Regions from separate parts of the Mus musculus genome. Here regions 1 and 3 are each linked to region 2. The links are chromatin contacts, called in public promoter capture Hi-C maps. All regions are on one chromosome and are shown on one strand. Each heading gives the region's core, a stretch centred on a gene start, on an enhancer-like site or on the middle of the called end of the contact. The rest is flanking DNA. Distances are from core to core; before and after follow the strand shown.

Region 1 (2,700 bases), core at 193-2,692, 1.8 Mb after region 2:
AGAACCCAGAAATACTGAGATGAGGACAGAAAGCAGACTCTTAGTGACGGAGCTCAGTTTAGCAATCGTGATGCTATAAGAAATCAGAAGGCAGCTGTGAAGTTCGTGGTTTAGGGATCAGTTGAAGATTCCATTTTTACATTTGTTCTAAATTTAGTGATCCCACCCCAGTGCAAATAATATGATGGGGAGGATGAGAAAGAGGAAATGACCTTGGAAAGTAATGCATCTTCATTTACGATGCAGCCATAGCCCATCGGTTCTTGCTCAGTGTGTTCCCAGGTACTCCTGTTAAATGGTCTGTGATGTACTTTATATAAATTTCCAGGGACTGTGTGCAGGGCTATACAATGCTTCACTTACTGCCACCCAATTTTGAATACTTTGACCGAGTATTTGGGGGCTGGAATAGCAGAAAATCACTGGGATGATGGAGGCACACATTTCTGCAAACCGGAGGAAGAACAAGAAATCACCATAGCATGAGCGTGACTGGATGGCTTATATTTAATCTTCTGGGTTTACAAGACATGATGGAATTCTGCAGGGGCATTTTAAAAGTCATTGCTTTCTAGCTTCCATCAGAGCCCACCCTGCACGCCTGGTGCTAACACTTAATTATAGCCAAGAGAATCTGAGAAATGCAGTGGTCCCCCCCTCCCTCACCCCAGCAAACGTCAAGCAAAATCAATAGCTCAGTGCTGGCAACAGGATGCTGTTGTTCCCTTCATCTCCTCCGCTCATCTGCAATTGCTTTTATTACTGCAGTTCATTTAATGAGTCCAGAGCGTTTGGAGCCAGATGGTGACATTAGTTCAATCTGGAAGACTCTAATGGAATTGAGTTCAAACCAGGTTAAAAGTAACGGAATTACAAATTCCAGTGGTCATTGTCTTGTGGTATTACGCTCTGGGTACTTGTTATACACCAGAAGTTAGCGCCAGCTTCAAATGAAAGACCTGAAAGACAGTTGAGTGAGACCTGGTGCACTCATACACTCACTCATCCGCTGCATGCTTCATTACTCTCCCTATCACAAACACGGCCATTGTGGTTTCTGAACCATGGCCTCTGTAGTGGAGGTGGCAGGCAGAGCTAAGCCAACAGGAAAATCACTCCGCGTGAGTGCAGTCTCTAGGAAGGGAGGACTCTGGCATTGAGAGGTGGAGGGTGAAGGATTTTGAGGACCTGGGAAAGGACTAGATGCACAAGCTTTAAAGTCACCGTTTTGTTGAGTCCACAATTATGTCCCCTCCCCCAAAGAACAAAATGCAAAGAGAGAAGATAAACATTATACAGGGAGACCCAAGCCTCTCTGAATGTCTCCTGCTGTGGGATAAAGTCCCTCGGAGAGGTCCAAACTTCAAAAGTGGCCTCAGTCTGGAATTTTTCCACAGGAAAAGTCAGCAGTAAATATTGACACCGGAATCAATCATCTCTACTGAGGTTCCAGATTGCTCCAGCCAGCCAGGGCAGCTAGGTCACAGGTGACAAGAATAAGACAGCCACCCTCTGAAAGAGCTGTCATCCAGAAGCCTGGAGAGAGGCCGTCTCCCTGACTCTGGGTCGCCATCCTCTCAGTATGGAGCAGGCAATGCTGAAGACGCTGGCTTTGTTGGTGCTGGGCATGCACTACTGGTGTGCCACAGGTAAAGGACACATGCCACCGCTGGCCACCTGCCCTAGGTGATCACAGCCCTCTCGGTGCCTCATCTCTCTCTCACTGTGGCCTGTGTGTTTGCTGTCTAGGTTTCCCGGTGTACGACTACGACCCTTCCTCTCTGCAGGAAGCTCTCAGTGCCTCAGTGGCAAAGGTGAACTCGCAGTCCCTGAGTCCTTACCTGTTTCGGGCGACCCGGAGCTCCTTGAAGAGAGTAAGTGAATGGAGATACCTCCCTGAGCCATTTTTTTACCACCCCCGCCCCCGTCTTGACTTCACCTACTTTGTTGAGTAGATTATTCTTCTGTTTACAATGATCACAGTCTGTCCTCTTCCATGCTGACTTTTTGGACTGAGAAGAGATTTAATTACATTTTGTTGTTGTTGTTGTCCCGAGGCTGTCAAAGCTTCCTGGGACATCTGATTCTTCCCTCTGTGTTTTCCCTCTGACCTCGGCTTTTCTCTGTGTGTGTCCTGGTTTGGGGTGAAGATCCCAGAAGTCCTTGTGATGCTGTTTGATTGGGAGGTGCTGCCTAATGAGAAAGAGACTCTCTCCCCACTCAGCATTGGGCTACCAGTGTTTATAGGAAAGAAACGCTGGCTTCTGAGTCCATGAAACCCACCCACTCTGGTGGACTTGATAGTGCTGTTTCCCGATCACCTAGAGAACTTGGGAAAGAGACATTATCTCGGGCTTGCTGTGACTCACTGTGGCCAAAGTGAGGGGGAAGCAGAACAGGATCATAGAGAGGCCTTTCTCCTTCCTGCTCCCTGAGGAGTCTCTCTGTCTTCTTATAGGCTTAACTGGGCTAACAGGGAGGTAGGGACAGACATGAAGAAGAAATAGGACTGACAAGCTCATGGAGACATGAGTAGAGCCTTGTGGTCAGCAGCCACTACCTCCACACAGAGGCCACATGGCCGCTCCTACTGGCTGCTCCCTTTTCCACCCTATTCTAGGCTACCACCTCTTACTTACACTCAGCTACTCCTCTCATACTCAGCTGCTCCTCTCACACTCAGCTGCTCCTCTGCTCCTC
Region 2 (2,700 bases), core at 139-2,638:
CTCTATGAAACTCTGAGGATGACCTGAATTCTGGATCCCCCTGCTTCCATCTCCCAAGTACTGGGATCACAGGCATTCAACACCAAGTCCACCGAAACAACGAATTCTGATATCATATGGTGTCCTCAACACAATCAAGTAATTGTGAACAGCTTCACCATAATAAAGCGTTAACCTCAGCAATGCCAAAGATAATTTTGCCGGGAGTCGGTTCAAAACCAAAGTACCTCATGCATCTCACACACCTCCTATTTCTCATCTCGCTGGAAAGAGAACTTGAGATGTTAATGCTCCAAAGGCCAACAAAGTGTTAAGATGGGGTCCGTCTTTAATTTCTCTTTCCCCACCTCTCCACTACTCCAGCCCTATAAGAAGCCACAAGTGAGGAAGAAAAGTTGTGAAAACAAGACGGATGTGTGTGTGGTGGGGTGGGATGGGGTACATTATCCCCCACATACAAGGTCACTTGCTTGGAGTCACTTTCTCCTGCTCCCACCCTGGGCTTCCCGCCAAAGTCGCTCCTAGGCAGGCTAGGAGGCCAGCTTGCTGCACTCCCTCAGCCTCTGCGTGGGGACTGCAGCCCCCTTCTGGCCTCCCGGCCTTCAGGACCCTAATTTCAAATGGGAACTCTTCTCGCAGTAGCCAGGTCCCGGGGCTCCTCCACCTCCATCCTCCCCCCCGCCCCCCCCCCCCCCCAGGCTCCATCAACGTCCCCTTTCTCCCTCAGGGTGCCCCTGTGCCTGCCTCCCGTTCGCGGTCCCTCCCGGGGGCCCGGCACACAGTTCCTTTCCTGCCCCTTCTCGTAGCCCTTCTTCCCCGGTGCCCACCTGACGCCCCTGCCAAAGCCTGGCTCCTTAGAGCCACGGCCTCCTCCCAGCCCCGCCCCTGCTCCCGGGCGGATACAGTTTGAAGCCTCTCAGGATATCCCTGGCCCGCTCGTCCTTGGCTGACATGATGCGGCGCCTGCCGCCCGCGGCCCTCCCACGCTGGCTCCGCGGGGCCTCGCAGACGGTACCCAGGAACCGAGGACAGCCGCAGCCCGGCCGGACACCTCAGGTGAACAGCGGTGGCGGCCAGACCCGAACCGGCCTCTCCCTCCCCTCAGCTCCCGCTCCTGATCCCTTCTCCTTCCCTCTAGTCGTGGAGCTCCCGCCTTGAAACCAATGACAAGCCAGCCTTGGCGATTGGCATCTTGAGTAGCCAATAGCAACGCTCAGCGGCTTCGCTCGGGGACGGAGAGCGTCAGTGGGAAAGGCCCTCTTGGAGAGTCCCGGAGGACAGAATTTTCTTTCGTGTTGTTGCCTAGAGTTTGTCCCAGAGGAGCGATGGCTTGAAATCTTCAGAGGCGTTTGAGATGCCTGCTCTTGTTGCCGGGCACACTAGTGGTCTGAGACTATGGCAGGCTGCACTGTACAAGGTGGCAGAAACTACATTTCCCAGCATCCCAGAGAGCACAGGCGATCCCAGCGCACCATTAGAGGCCAGGGACTACAAGTCCCAGCATACTATGCGCTCCATCTTTTTAACTTGGGTTCCAGTGTGCCGAGCAGTGTGCACATATTTGAAATCCTCCTATGGGGTTGGTTTCTGAATCCTGTTACTTGAAACCCAGCAGGAAGGTCTTCTTTTACCCCGGAGACGTGACAACCCACCGACAGTTAACTTCTGTTTACATGGAACTCAGGAGTCTGCAAACCATGGTAAGACTGCAAACCACCAACAAAACCACATATTAAGCCACGAGAGATAACAGAACAAAATGACCTCCTCAAATAGTGTTAGTTTATTAGTCTGGAGTTCATTTTTACTTGTTTTGCAGGGTTTATGTTATATTTCTGCTTTGGACTGGGTGAGCTAAAGATTGTTTATACTCAATGTTAGTACAGGAAGACTTAAAAGATTTTGCCAATCCAATCTCTTTATCTTTTGTTTTTAAATATGAGGAAATAGAGACCCGGTGAGGCAGAGACTGGCCAGAGAGCACAGCAAATTGACACAGTTAAAATCTGGCTTTACATCTACTGACCTGTCATCTAGTATCTACACTACACTAGGGAGGTAATATTTTTAGAAGCATGGCAATGTGATTGTTTTTCTCCTTAATGAACAGTTTCTGAACTAGTGTTGAAACACCCAGAAAATAGGAAAGCATTTATTTCATGGATTTCCTGAAAGGAGCTGGTGTGACAGTCCTTTATCCTCAGACTAGATAGGTCTTGCTATTTTTATTTGCTTTTTTGACATTCAAGTTGACATTTAATGATTGTTTTTCCCCCAGAAAGTAGATAAAGTTGGTTTAACCCTCTGTTTCCTTGGAGACGCCTGTGTCCTTCCTCTGGCCTTCTTTCCTGTTCTTGTTCCCACTCCACCCATTTGATCACCCACCCATTTTGTTTGTTTTTCTTCCAAGTAACTCAACAAACCTTGTTTTGGTTTTTGGTTTTGGTTGGGTACTGAATTAAGTAAAAGATAGGCCACTGTTATTCAGAAGATACATAACTGATTAGGGAGATAAGGAGATTCAAGATGGAGTTGACAAGTGGCATAAAAGAAAAGATATCAGAATGCCACAGAGGATTACTTGTTGGCCTTTTAGTCAAGATCAAGTGGAGAATGCCTTAGAGGTTCTGGTGACGTGCCTTTAACAGCTGGCAAAACTTCATGGTGGAAATGACATTTGAACTTAAAGCAGTGGTTCTC
Region 3 (2,733 bases), core at 80-2,579, 1.2 Mb after region 2:
AACTCAGACACTATTGCACACACTAGCAAGATTTTGCTGAAGGGACCTTGGTATAACTGTCTTCCTGGCAAATACAGAAGTGGATGCTCACAGTCATCTATAAGATGGATCACAGGGCCCCCAGTGGAGAAGCTAGAGAGAGCATACAAGGAGCTGAAGGGGTTTGCAACCCTATAGGTGGAACAACAATATGAACTAACCAGTACCCCCAGAGTTTGTATCTCTAGCTGCATATGTAGCAGAAGATGGCCTAGTCGGCCATCACTGGGAAGAGAGGCCCCTTGGTATTGCAAACTTTATTTGCCCCAATTCAGGGGAATGCCAGGGCCAAGAAGTGGGAGTGGGTGGGTATGGGAGCAGGGCGGGGGGAGGGTATAGGGAACTTTCCGGATAGCATTTGAAATGTATATAAAGAAAAATTGTGAATCTCAAAAAAAAAAAAAAAGTGATAATAATACTACCCAAGGCTCCACGGCGAGTGTGTGTGTGTGAGTATGTGTGTGTATGAGTTTACAGTCTGCATTCCTCCAGCCTCAACCTGTGGGCTTTTCTGGAAAACCAGAAGTACCCTAAAAGGTTGAACCAATCTTCCTTGTTTTGAGAGAGAAATGGGTGGCCTTACTCCATGAATTATGCTACTCACCTCCTTTTCATTAAGAAAAAAAAATAAATCCCCAACAAAGATATCTTTTAAAAAAAAATCCACTCCTCTCTTTGGCGTGTTTACTTTGCTAAATTTCTCTTTAAACTGTGTCTCTCAATTGATTCATATCCTTTGAGAGCGTAGTAACCAAAAGACCAAAAAGATGGTTTGAGTCTAGGTGTTTGAGATCAGCCTTGAAGGCACACACAGGCATGAGCTAAAATTCAGTTTGCGTAGGTCTTGGAGGGACGCAGTTGTCTATGTGAAGACAGTTTTGCCATGCAGCAGAGAGAAATTACATTTCACGGCTTTTCACCTTCCGGTTAAATACCATTACTACCCCCATTTTACAGGTTAGGCACCTAATACTTAGGGAGGTTGTCACTCAACGACAATCATTCACTATACACAGGGGAGCTCCCACTTCTGAGCTGAAATTAAAAAAAAAAAAAAAAAAAAAAAAAAAAAGATGCACACACAATGTAAAAGGAGGAAGGAAACAGACACCCCCGGACAAAACCACCCCATTTCCTGTCTTCTTCCGCGAAGCCAGGGTGCCTCCCAGCGGCTGCCTCTCATCACCGACGCTTCCGGCTTCAAGGTTGCGTCATTTGAGAGCGTCCCGCGAAGTCTCGGCCGGGAGCTTGCGCGCGGCCTAGGACGTCGGGCTACGAGGCGGGCCTTCCGGCCTTCTCCAGAATAATTTCCGGCAGAGACCGGAAAATCTTCCCGGATCGCCTCCGGGTGCCCTGTGTGGGAAGGTGAGGTTCCGGCGGCCGGCTTCTGTTCGCTGGCGGCTGGCAGCACGCTGCAGCCTGCAGCCCCCCAGTGTCGGCACGGATCGGCCGCCCTGAGGCGCCGGGGCAGCGTTCGGCATGTCGTCGGGCCTGCGCGCCGCAGACTTTCCCCGCTGGAAGCGTCACATCGCGGAGGAACTGAGGCGCCGGGACCGACTGCAGAGGCAGGCGTTCGAGGAGATCATTCTGCAGTGTGAGCGGCACGCGCGGGCCCGGGGCGGGGAGTGGAACGCGCCGTGGCAGCGAGAACCCCGGCTCCGCCCGCGCGCATGGCGGCCTCGTCGGGGACCTGGCGTCCCGCACGTCTCGAGCCCTTTCGTTGCTTACCTTCCTTCTTTGGCTTAAACCTTAGGCGCGATCATGGAGGGTTCCCCTTTTCCAGGTTCTTTCCACAGACATCGTTTGCAGTTGTAAATCTCGATAACCCAGGCGGCGCCGATGCACTTAGGTAGTCAGGCTCCAAAAACGTCGTGTTTAAGGAATCGAGTTCAAGACAGAGATTGACTTTACGCATTAACTCGAGAGATGGACGTTCTCTTCGGAATGCTGTGGAACTAGTGGTTTTTGACTTCTCAGGCCTCTCCATATTGTTGGTACACATTTGAGTTTTAGGATTTGTCCACTGGGTCATTTGCTATTATTGAAAGCCTTAAGTGAGAAAAAAAGAGTGGTCTCTTCGCCGCTCTTTGCGAATTTTAAGGATCGAAAGTATCTTGTATTCTTAAGGCGGGTTCTCAACGATCATTTTCGTGCCTCGTGTTCCCAATTTAGCCAATCTGTTTCACATTTGAACGAATGCGTTGACACTCCTCGATCCTGAGGTTCCATCTGCTTCCTGAGATAGCCTGGGCATAGTCTTCCTAAGTTTTTGCGGGTAGTGGGATTTGAAATCGTAGTACTGCTATTTGCATTCTGATGGGGATAAATCAGTAGTTATTTACACGTTAGAATCATCTGGGGATGTACTTGACAATCAAAAACACTCCAGACTAATTAAGTCAGTATAAATGACAGAAGATAAAATAGTCCCATACTTTTTTTATGCTTCCTGAGTGGTTCGATTTGCACACACGTTTGAGCATTTTAAGTAATTGGCATGTATTGTTTCATGTTAAATTTTTATGAAGCACCAAGGCCAACGATGATGAAGTTGCAGTATGGGTTAATGTTGGGGCTGAGGTTAGACATTGGTTTTAAGACACTTGTGCATTTGCCTTTGTTGGCTCTCCTGAGGAATGGCTCTTTCTCAGCACTTAGCCCTTTAAAAGGAGAGCAGGAAAGGGACGCTGTCTC

The links. Promoter capture Hi-C pulls out the DNA fragments that hold promoters and counts their contacts.
Region 1: a contact with region 2 is called in a promoter capture Hi-C map of liver, with 9 times the contacts expected there. The contact joins the promoter of Spp2 here to the promoter of Pde6d in region 2. A contact is called at or near these places in 2 of 39 promoter capture datasets (both in liver), 1 of 115 datasets of contacts at active chromatin or transcription factors (pancreatic cancer cells) and 1 of 9 other capture datasets (pancreatic islet).
Region 3: a promoter capture Hi-C map of liver shows a contact between it and region 2, with 16 times the contacts expected there. The contact joins the promoter of Atg16l1 here to the promoter of Pde6d in region 2. A contact is called at or near these places in 7 of 39 promoter capture datasets (the C10 cell line, the HPC-7 cell line, cranial neural crest and 4 more), 2 of 484 Hi-C or Micro-C datasets (B cells and uterus), 3 of 115 datasets of contacts at active chromatin or transcription factors (the 230-238 cell line, astrocytes and stem cell-derived neural progenitor cells) and 3 of 9 other capture datasets (adipose tissue, embryonic stem cells and liver).

Annotation. Positions count from the first base shown.
Region 1 is chr1:88,405,568-88,408,267 of GRCm38.p6, forward strand. Spp2 (secreted phosphoprotein 2) reads left to right here and starts at 1,443. Exons shown (of 8, transcript NM_029269.3): 1 at 1,443-1,649; 2 at 1,750-1,874. The coding sequence starts at 1,583.
Region 2 is chr1:86,581,397-86,584,096 of GRCm38.p6, forward strand. It overlaps Pde6d (phosphodiesterase 6D, cGMP-specific, rod, delta), which reads right to left and starts at 1,389. Exons shown (of 5, transcript NM_008801.3): 1 at 904-1,389. The coding sequence starts at 953. It overlaps Cops7b (COP9 signalosome subunit 7B), which reads left to right and starts at 1,525. Exons shown (of 8, transcript NM_172974.3): 1 at 1,525-1,700.
Region 3 is chr1:87,754,682-87,757,414 of GRCm38.p6, forward strand. Atg16l1 (autophagy related 16-like 1 (S. cerevisiae)) reads left to right here and starts at 1,330. Exons shown (of 18, transcript NM_029846.4): 1 at 1,330-1,633. The coding sequence starts at 1,519. Gm33517 (predicted gene, 33517) reads right to left here and starts at 1,065. Exons shown (of 4, transcript NR_157047.1): 1 at 644-1,065.